Regions from separate parts of the Mus musculus genome. Here regions 2 and 3 are each linked to region 1. Evidence: chromatin contacts called from public HiChIP or PLAC-seq data. All regions are on one chromosome and are shown on one strand. Each heading gives the region's core, a stretch centred on a gene start, on an enhancer-like site or on the middle of the called end of the contact. The rest is flanking DNA. Distances are from core to core; before and after follow the strand shown.

Evidence for each region. HiChIP or PLAC-seq counts read pairs in DNA pulled down with a chosen protein or histone mark.
Region 2: an H3K27ac HiChIP or PLAC-seq map of embryonic stem cells shows a contact between it and region 1, with 8 read pairs. The contact joins the enhancer-like site here to the promoter of Ptpn11 in region 1. A contact is called at or near these places in 2 of 15 datasets of contacts at CTCF or cohesin (CD8 T cells and the G1E-ER4 cell line), 12 of 484 Hi-C or Micro-C datasets (CD8 T cells, the G1E-ER4 cell line, bone marrow-derived macrophages and 5 more), 14 of 115 datasets of contacts at active chromatin or transcription factors (the 230-238 cell line, the HPC-7 cell line, the SCID.adh cell line and 8 more) and 4 of 9 other capture datasets (adipose tissue, liver, macrophages and 1 more).
Region 3: a contact with region 1 is called in an H3K4me3 HiChIP or PLAC-seq map of the SCID.adh cell line, with 19 read pairs. The contact joins the enhancer-like site here to the promoter of Ptpn11 in region 1. A contact is called at or near these places in 1 of 39 promoter capture datasets (hippocampal neurons), 1 of 15 datasets of contacts at CTCF or cohesin (CD8 T cells), 4 of 484 Hi-C or Micro-C datasets (CD4 T cells, CD8 T cells, the MNK3 cell line and 1 more), 6 of 115 datasets of contacts at active chromatin or transcription factors (CD8 T cells, the SCID.adh cell line, effector CD8 T cells and 2 more) and 3 of 9 other capture datasets (adipose tissue, liver and pancreatic islet).

What each region holds. Positions count from the first base shown.
Region 1 is chr5:121,189,528-121,192,666 of GRCm38.p6, reverse strand. Ptpn11 (protein tyrosine phosphatase, non-receptor type 11) reads left to right here and starts at 1,270. Exons shown (of 16, transcript NM_001109992.1): 1 at 1,270-1,465. The coding sequence starts at 1,452.
Region 2 is chr5:121,269,574-121,272,696 of GRCm38.p6, reverse strand. All of the region lies in intron 7 of Hectd4 (HECT domain E3 ubiquitin protein ligase 4), which reads right to left. Among named protein-coding and RNA genes, the nearest start is that of Gm52784, 12 kb to the left of the region's middle. Within about 2 kb of position 1,391, at least 15 of the 459 cell types and tissues checked have an H3K27ac peak or open chromatin away from gene starts, as enhancers often do. A contact at or near this core is called in embryonic stem cells and rod photoreceptor, where this site is marked.
Region 3 is chr5:121,105,564-121,108,683 of GRCm38.p6, reverse strand. No RefSeq gene overlaps it. Among named protein-coding and RNA genes, the nearest start is that of Ptpn11, 84 kb to the left of the region's middle. Within about 2 kb of position 1,568, at least 68 of the 459 cell types and tissues checked have an H3K27ac peak or open chromatin away from gene starts, as enhancers often do. A contact at or near this core is called in CD8 T cells, the MNK3 cell line, the SCID.adh cell line and 3 more, where this site is marked.

The DNA.
Region 1 (3,139 bases), core at 21-2,520:
CTCCCCAACCCCCGTAGCAGCGTACTGGTACTAACAATTTGGACATTTGGAAGGAGAAGTTATGAAGTGTTTCTTTGAAGTGAAAAGGTCAGATTTCTTAATTTAGAAAAAGGATCACTTGTTAGGATTGCTAATCCCGGTATGGGTGAAACTGCAAAAAACATTTGTGTTAATTTTAGTTCAAGTTGTAAAAGTATGGCCGTGGTACATAGGTTGTCTCTTTTCTCATAAACAAACAAAACAAAAAATATTCAACGGGAGAGGCTGGTGAGATGGCTCAGCAGTTAAGAATACTGAGTGCTTTTTCAGAGGTCTTAAGTTTTGTTTCCAGCACCCACATGACAGCTTACAACTGCCTGTAACTCCAGTTCCAGGAACTGTTGTTCTTTTCAGATCTTGGGCTCTAGGCACTCATGCAGTTACACACATACTTACATGCAAGGCAACCACTAATACACTAAACATTAAAAAATACAAAGTAATATATATATATATACATATATATTTCTAGCCGGGCGTGGTGGCGCATGCCTTTAATCCTAGCACTCGGGAGGCAGAGGCAGGCAGATTTCTGAGTTTGAGGCCAGCCTGGTCTACAGAGTGAGTTCCAGGACAGCCAGGGCTACACAGAGAAACCGTCTCATAAAACCAAAAAAAAAAAAAAAAAAAGTAATATATATTTCTTTTTGACAGGGTCTCCCTACTTAGATGTCCTGGAACTCACTATACAGACCAGGCTGGCCTCGATTTCACAGTGATCCACTTGCTATTGCCTACCTAGTGCTGGAATTAAAGGCGTACGCCACCTTGCCGGGCAAAAGGAGTAAATCATAAAACATTATGTGTATGGATATGTGCCCGTGAGTGCAGTGCCCGAGGAGCCACAAGAAGAGAACGGCGGATCCGGTAGAACCAAATTTACAGAAGGTTGTGGGCTGCCCCATACAGGTAGGTGTTGGGAATCGAACTCGTGTTCCCCCTCCCTTATTTGTTTGCTTCTTTTCCCGTGTGCAGCCGCCCTGGATGCATATTGTGTATTGTGTCCTCGCACCTATGTGCGACGTCCCCGTTTAGAAGAATCGTCCAGGCGTTCACGGGTGTAGCCGCACCGATTCAGAGGAGGAATCCCACACCAAACTCCCTAGCACTGCTCAGGGCCCCGCAAACCGGAAGCAGATAGTGGCCGTGGCGGCGGCGCGCGATGACGTCACGCAGGCGCCGGCGGCCAGGGGCGGGGGCGCGGGCGAGGGCGGAGCGAGCCGGGCGGCGGGGCGGCCGCGCAGTGTCCGGGATCCAGGCCTGGCAGGGGGTTGTGCGCGCGCGGCCGGCCGGCTCTGCCCGCACCCGTGTCGGCTCCGGAGCGGGGCCTCGCTCGGGCCCCCTCCATGTGACGGTACCCCGCGGAGCCTGAGCGAGCAGCGGGTCCGTGCGGAGCCGGAGACGGGAGGAACATGACATCGCGGAGGTGAGCCGCCCGCAGGGGCCGGGCCGCGGCCTGGGTCCCCGCTGCCTCTGGACTGCGCGGGCCGCCGGGGGTCACACCGGGGACTCCCCGTCGGCTTGGCTTCCCCGCCGCCCCGCCCGCGGGTCCCCATTCATTTCCTGCCGCCCCGAGTTCCTGCTCCCGCGGCCCGGGATGCCCGTGGGGACACCCGCGGCCCCGGCCGGCCGCCGCATTCCTGACCCATTGCCTCATGAGCGTCGCCTCCTGGGGATTCCGAAATAACCCCGCGCGCTCGGGGAGGCGCCCGGGCCACCGCGGGGCCTTCACACAGGACCCTTTCAGGTGCCCCCTTTTTGCGTCTTCGCCCTCGCCCCCAAGTGCCAGAAGTGGGAAAACTGAAGCTCTCTGCAGCGGCTGGGAGTGTTCCCTCCCCACTGTGATCTTTGCTTTGAAAGGTGGGAGGAAAGGGAACCGTATCTGGCCGTGGGATTGTCCCCTCTGTTTGACGAATGTGGAAACTGAGGCTCGGGAATAACGTGCTCGTCACAGGACAGGATTTGAAGCTTAGATTGGAGGCGAATGAGTGAGTTTCCACTTCAGGGTAACGAGACTCCATTAGTGACATTGACTTTGCTCTTACTAGAAGCCAGCTTAACGCGTACCGCAGTGGTACGAGGTGGGTGGTGGAATCCCTTTCCTAAACATGACCAAATTGAGTTTTCAGGATGAAGTACATTGTGGCATGTTACCTGGTAAGAGGTGCAAGTCTCTCACTGTGTTGCCCAGGTTAGCATCCAGTGTACATTTCCCCTTTATCTCAACCCCTTTAGCGCTGGGGTTACAGGCCGGATCACACTATAAGGACTTGTTTAGTTTTAAAATCAGCTTTAAGCCCGACGTGGTGGCGCACGCCTTTAATCCCAGCACTTGGGAGGCAGAGGCAGGCAGATTTCTGAGTTCGAGGCCAGCCTGGTCTACAAAGCGAGTTCCAGGACAGCCAGGGCTACATAGAGAAACCCTGTCTCGAAAAACAAAAACAAAAAACAAAACAAAACAAAACAAAAAAACCAACATTTTTATTGAGATAAGTTGCACCTGATTCGGCGGACAGTTTGATTAAACCTTGACTTATGCGTATACTTGAGACCATTACAGCAGTCAAGATAATGAACATATCCACGACTCCTGGTGAGGTTTCCCTCAGCTTGGTCTTACCAGTCCTCTGCTTTCCCTCCGACCACGGTTCTGTTGCTACCTTTCTTAGGATTTTAGATTAATGGCATTACACAAATATGAGCTGTTTTTTTTTTTTGTTTTTTGTTTTTTTTTTTTTTTTTGTTTGTTTGTTTTTTTTTGCGTTGGGGGCGGGGAGAGTCCTGATTTTTATTATTGAAAGTTTTTTTTAAAGATTTATTTATTTATTTATTTATTATATGTAAGTACACTGTAGCTGTCTTCAGACACTCCAGAAGAGGGAGTCAGATCTCATTATGGATGGTTGTGAGCCACCATGTGGTTGCTGGGATTTGAACTCCGGACTGTCGGAAGAGCAGTCGGGTGCTCCTACCCACTGAGCCATCTCATCAGCTCATTTTTTTTTTTTAAACATGTATTTCTTCATTGTGTGTGGGCCCATGTCATGGTAGGCATTTGTAGGTCGGAAGACAACATGTAGACATTGGCTCTCTCTCTCTA
Region 2 (3,123 bases), core at 142-2,641, 80 kb before region 1:
CAACTTCCTAAGAAGCAGCGTATCACACAGGCACTTGAGATTGCCTCTGGGTCCTGGCTCCTCTCTACTGTCCTCTTCGTCTCTCTTCTTAAACACAGAACAGTCTGCTTCAACTCACTGTCAAATGACTCAGATCTGGGCTGGTGAGGCAGCTCAGAAAGTAAAGGTCCTCGCTGCCACACCTGATGACACACGGTGGAAGGAAAGGACCCATGGCCACAAGTTGTCCCACGGCCTCCATACACACAACAGCATATGTGCATGTTCATGTGTGTGTTAGAATGCATTTATAAAACAATGATCTAAGAATGTTGCTCTATCTCAGGAGGCCTGTATAACCAATGCCCTGCAAACCTAGCCTCCTGGACATGGAGGGCCTCAGAAATCCATCCCAGCAGGGAGGTCAGCAAGCCTGGCCTGCTGCTACGGCCCTTGAGGAAATGAGGGTGCCAGGGACCAAGTCTTTAGAAGCCCAAAGAAAGCAAAGCCAGGGTCCAGAAGGAAAGGCTGATGGTATACAAATGGCAAGAGAAGGCACAACTGAGAAGTATAGTCCAAAAATCATGGCCCCAGGGCCATGGGATACATGCTGAGGAAAGTTGCTAACAGGGAGTGGAGCCAGCCCAGGAGAAAACAGTTTGTTGCAGTCAACAAAGATGAAAAAGGAGTGGAGATCTGAAGACCACTTTGACATCAGCCATGGAGATGCAGAGTTTGGAGTTTGCCCAGCTGGTTTCCTGCCTTGCTTTGGGGATTACAGTTAATTAAGTTGAATGAATCTCAGAAGAGACCTTGAACTTTGGACTTTTAACATTGTTGTGACTGCTATAGACTATGAGGACTGTGAAAGTTGGACTAAATGCATTTTGCATTATGCTATGTTTAAGTATGGCCCCCATAGACTCAAGTTTTTGAACAAGTCTATGGAGACCAGGGAGTAGAATGTGATGGTTTGTATATCCTTGGACAGGGAGTGGCATCTGAAGGTGTGGCCTTGTTGTAATAGGTGTGACCTGGTTGGAATGGGTATGTCACTGTGGGTGTGGATATAAGATTCTCACCCTAGTTGCCTGGAAGTCAGTCTTCCACTAGTAGCCTTTGGATGAAGACATAGAACTCTCAGCTCCTCCTGCGCCTTGCCTGCCTGGATACTGCCATGCTCCCACCTTGATGATAATGGACTGAACCTCTGAACCTGTAAGCCAGCCCCAATTAAATGTTGCTTTTTATAAGACTTGCCTTGGTCTAATAACACCCCCCCCCAAAATGCAACTCTGCTCCCACACCCTCTGCTTCTGACCCCTCCTAGGTTTACCTCTTAACTCTACCTCTCATGAGCAGAACTCTGGACAGCCCACTGCAGCCTAAAGACTGAGACACCGCTCCGCCTTGCCCTTGACTCCCTTGCAGGTGGCCTTGGCCGCCGCCCTCTGGAGCCCTGTTTTTGTCCATGGCATCCGCTTACTCGAGCTTGTGTCTGTGAGCACTTACTTTGCATTAGTAAGCAGAGCCCAGGACACTGCCCCCTCCTCTCCTGCCTCCTAGCTCCACACCTCTGCTCCCAGAAACCATTGCCTTTGGCATCCAAGACATCAGCTGGCACACTGTGCAGAGACCGTCTGGGGCTGGCCCATTCCCCTCCTCAGACCTCAGTCACCAACTCAGTCCCTGACTAGCAGCCAGCTCCCCGCCATCCCCAACTGAGCACACTACACTGTTTAGCCTCTGCGCATACTCACCTTTCTGAAACGACCGCACAGTAACTCATTCATGCCTGCCTGAGAGGAGCCTGCCTACAGCCTTGGTCACACAACACCCCAGCACTGAGAAGGCATTCCCCATAGGCCCTCCCTCAAACACCTCTGTGGTAACACCCCGTTTTCTCTACTACATCTGCCTTAAGCCATGTCCCCCAGTCTCAGTGTCTCACTCCTGCCTTGCATTTCTAAAGTCCCCCTTTGCCCCTAAAATTTAACACACCCCCTCCTTACTGCATTGTTCTACCCAACCCCCATGCTCTATTTATGCTACACAACTCTAAATATAACTCTGTAAAAGCATCCGAGACAAAAATCAATCCCCTTAAGCTGGTGTTCAAAAGCATTATCCATCTGGCCCTCAGAGGAATCAATAGCTAATGTAAAACTGTCTCTCAGTACATGCAGTGCTTTGCAAGCTGAGACGACAAAGCATCAGTGAGCAGCAAGGAAGAGCAGGGTTAGGGCACGAGGACTTAGTTGGCAGATCCTTAAGTGTGGGGGGCGACTGCACTGAGCCAAGCAGCCACCATCTTGTAGAGTTCAGCTGCACACCCTTGCAGAAAGGGTTATCCCTTGGTCTGTTAACTAATCCCTCACAGAGGAGTTGGGAAGGGCAGACACCCTCACTTGAGTATCTAGCCACTCCACCTGTTGTATGCATCTCTGCCTCAACTGCTCCTGGCCCTGAGGAAGGTCTACAGTGAGCAGACTCAGAGGAGACTAGGGGAAGGGTCTCCTGTATAGTCTGTAAGGAAGCCTATGCCCTCACTGGGTTCCTGGCATGGCTGGTTAGCAATTCTCAGCCAGGCAGCTCAGGGAGGTGAATGGCTGCTGACCTCAAAAAATGGCACAGCTGGGAGGAGCCTTAAGTGAGTTAGCAGTGACTTGGGGGCTTCCCCAGGCCAGGACACACTGCCACCTTGTAAATCTGTCACACACACCAACCAACAACCATTCTAAAACATGAATAAATCTCAAGCTGGAGAGATGCCTCAGTGGGTAAGAGCACTTGGTTCCCATCATCTAGGGTGGCTCACAACTGTCTTTAACTCTAGCTCCAAGGGATCTGGTGCCCCTGGCCTATGTGGGTGCTGAACCCCTCAGCTCAGCTGCTTCTGCCTGGCCGTCTCTCACAGTGTCTCAGCCTTTCTCCTCCTGGATGCCACACTGGCCTGCATGGGACTGGCCTATGCCCTCAGCATGAGCTTGGTCTTCTTGTGGGACTCCTGACAGTAGGAGCAGGGGCTGTCTGACTCTGCAGGCTTTGGGGATCCTTTTCCTCCTACTGGGTTGCCTCATCCAGCTTTAATACGAGTGAGAGGATGTGCCTAGGCTTATAGCAGCTTGCTATGCCATGTTTGCT
Region 3 (3,120 bases), core at 319-2,818, 84 kb after region 1:
GTGATTGATTGGTGATTGATTGGCAGGATCTCTCTGCATAACTTGGCCTGTCCTCTCTGGTCCTAGCCTCCTGAGTGCTGGGGTTACAGGTAGGCACCGCTTTCCAAGCTAAATATTATGCCAGTGGTGTCTGGCTCTCAGTGATTTGGTTTTACCATGGTGTATGAAGCAGAAGAACATCCCATAGGAATCAGATTGGGAGTTTTGATTTGGGGATTTGTTCCTGAGCTAGCAATATGACTCAGGATCCTGTTTGTGGCACTGGTTGGTGGCGATGAGCTTTAGGTCCCAGGGGACCATTACATCATAAGGAGAAGCAATGGAGACTCAAGGAATGCTGTGTGGCAGAGCAGTAGAGCAGTGACAGTGGCCGGGCCAGGTGACACACTTGGGATGAATTTGACTTGTGACAATGCCTTGAGCTTCTAGGAGGATCCATGAGTCTTCCTCAATGTCTGTCCACCTTATTTTCTGAGACAAGGTCTCCCTCACTGATTGGCTGGCCAGTGAACTCCAGGGCCCTCCTGTCTCTGCCTGTGCAGTGATCAACACCCCTATAGCTCGGATCTGGCCTCAGATACTTTGATAGTGTACTGGCTAGTTTTGTGTCAACTCGACACAGCTGGAGTTATCACAGAGAAAGGAGCTTCAGTTGAGGAAATGCCTCCATGAGATCTAACTGTAAGGTATTTTCTCAATTAGTGATCAAGGGGGAAAGGCCCCTTGTGGGTGGGACCATCTCTGGGCTGGTGGTCTTGGTTCTATAAGACAGTAGGCTGAGCAAGCCAGGGGAAGCAAGCCAGTAAAGAACATCCCTCCATGGCCTCTGCATCAGCTCCTGCTTCCTGACCTGTGTGAGCTCCAGTCCTGACTTCCTTGGTGATGAGCAGCAGTATGGAAGTGTAAGCTGAATAAACCCTTTCCTCCCCAACTTGCTTCTTGGTCATGATGTTTGTGCAGGAATAGAAACCCTGACTAAGACAGATAGCAAGAAGGATTTTCTTCAGGATGCTTCAGTTTGTAATAAAACCTTCCTGTAATTCTTACAGGATTGTTTTGAAGACGAGAAGGCCATTGTAACTGAAAGCAGGAAGAAGGAGGGAGAAAAGGAGGGAGGGATGGAAGGGAAGGTGGGAGAGAGGGAAGGAGGGAGGGAGGGAGAGAGAGAGAGAGAGAGAGAGAGAGAGAGAGAGAGAGAGAGAGACAGACATTTGGTATCCACCAGAGAAGACTATTCTCAGACGTGGGTTCAAGTCAATAGCAAGTTGTTTGTTTGTTTGTTTTGTTCTTTTGAGACAGGGTTTCTCTCTATAGCCTTGGCTGCCCTAAAACTCCCTCTGTAGACCATATGAGGCTTAATAGCAAGTCTTTATTAGCTGGCCAGTGACTACACTGGGTGTTAGGGACTTCAGTGCAGTCCTGAACCTTTCTCAGGGTGAGCTTTTATTTTTAAGCACAAACCAAAACCACATCCTGGGTTAACAACACACCTCAGTAAGAACAGTTAGGCAGAAGTAGAACTACAGAGCCAAAGAGCAAGGTTAGCACATGTAGGGACTTTCCCAGAACCATCGATGCCGATGGAATAGGTCTTTGTTCTCCTTTTGACAGATGATACTGCCTATGTGCTGGGTCCCATGGTCTGAATGGTACTTCCCTGATGGCATCAGCCATGCTAAGGTCTGGGGACCTGTTACAAGGGACTCTGTGTGTGCGTGTGTGTGTGTGTGTGTGTGTGTGTGTGTGTGTGTGTGTGTGTGTTCATTTTGTGATTGTAGCTCTGGGCTTTGGGGAGGAGGCCTTCAGGCATGGTCAGATTCAGGTGTTTATTATTATGGCTTGGTTCTTTGTGCAGAAGGCAGGAGTAGTCCAGGAAGCTCACTTATCTGGATAAGACCGTTGGAGATTAAAAGCATGATGAAGTTTAAAAAGAGCAAGCGCTTGAGAGGATGATCAGATGTCCCTCAGAATGCATGAGTCCTGAGAGTTATCATTCTTTTAGCTTTCATCTGAAACACTATACTTTCTTGAGGGCTGCGTCTCTGTCCTCAGAGTTGTCAGACCCTTGCTGGAGAGGTTCCTAAACTGGCTCAAACTTGCTGGACCCTGCCTGGATCTGCAATCTGAGGCCTTGCAATTTGGGATTTCTTTAGAATGGGCCCCAGAACTTACACACAAAAGGACAACGACCCAGGTGCCCCCATCTGTGTCTGACTGTCATAAAATAGACACTCCAGTGGGTTTCTCAAGCTTCCTTCTCCCAGGAGTTCACTGGACTTTTAGATCTCTGAACTGAACTGCTATCCTCTAAGTTGAATTAGAAGGTGTGGCACCTGAAGTGGCTGAGGGATTCTCGCCAGAGACCCCCATCCCAGGGGGTCCCAACTGCAGAAAGAATCCCAGGGAGACTATGTATCAACAAGAGACTTGGATATATACGTAAGGATTGGAGTTTGCAGAAGAGAAGCACTTAGAGCAACGAGATAGACATATTCAAGTGAGTGTGTGGGCTTCTGAAGAGTCATAGCTATAGGTGCATGCAGGGGTTAGGAGGCCATTGAAACTGCTGTGCTCAAAGACTTTCCAAGGGGCGTCATCTGCCCCTTTATCTTCCTCACTCTCTTCTATAAATGAGATAATACAGAGGCTCCAGAGTCCATGGGTAGGATTTGCACTGGGGTAAGGTAAAGCTATAGGTCACAGGGTAGCAGGGTGGACTGAGATCTGGCTTTTTACCCATCAGGAAACTTCAGGGTTACAACTAGGAGAATAGAAAGGTTACATATATTGAGGCTTTAAGCATGGTTCATCACTACCTTAAAGATTACATTTAGGGGCTGGAGAGATGGCTCAGTGGTTAAAAGCACTGACTGCTCTTCCAGAGGTTCTGAGTTCAATTCCCAGCAAACACATGGTGGTCCATAACCATCTGCAATGGGACCTGATGCCCTCTTCTGGTGTTTCTGAAGACAGCTACCATGTACTCATACACATAAAATAAATAAATAATTGGAAAATACATTTGTGTGTGTGCATGTGTGTGCACATGTATGAGTATGTGTGTGCACATGTATGTGTGTGTGTGCATGTGTGTACACATGTGTGTGTACATGTATTTGT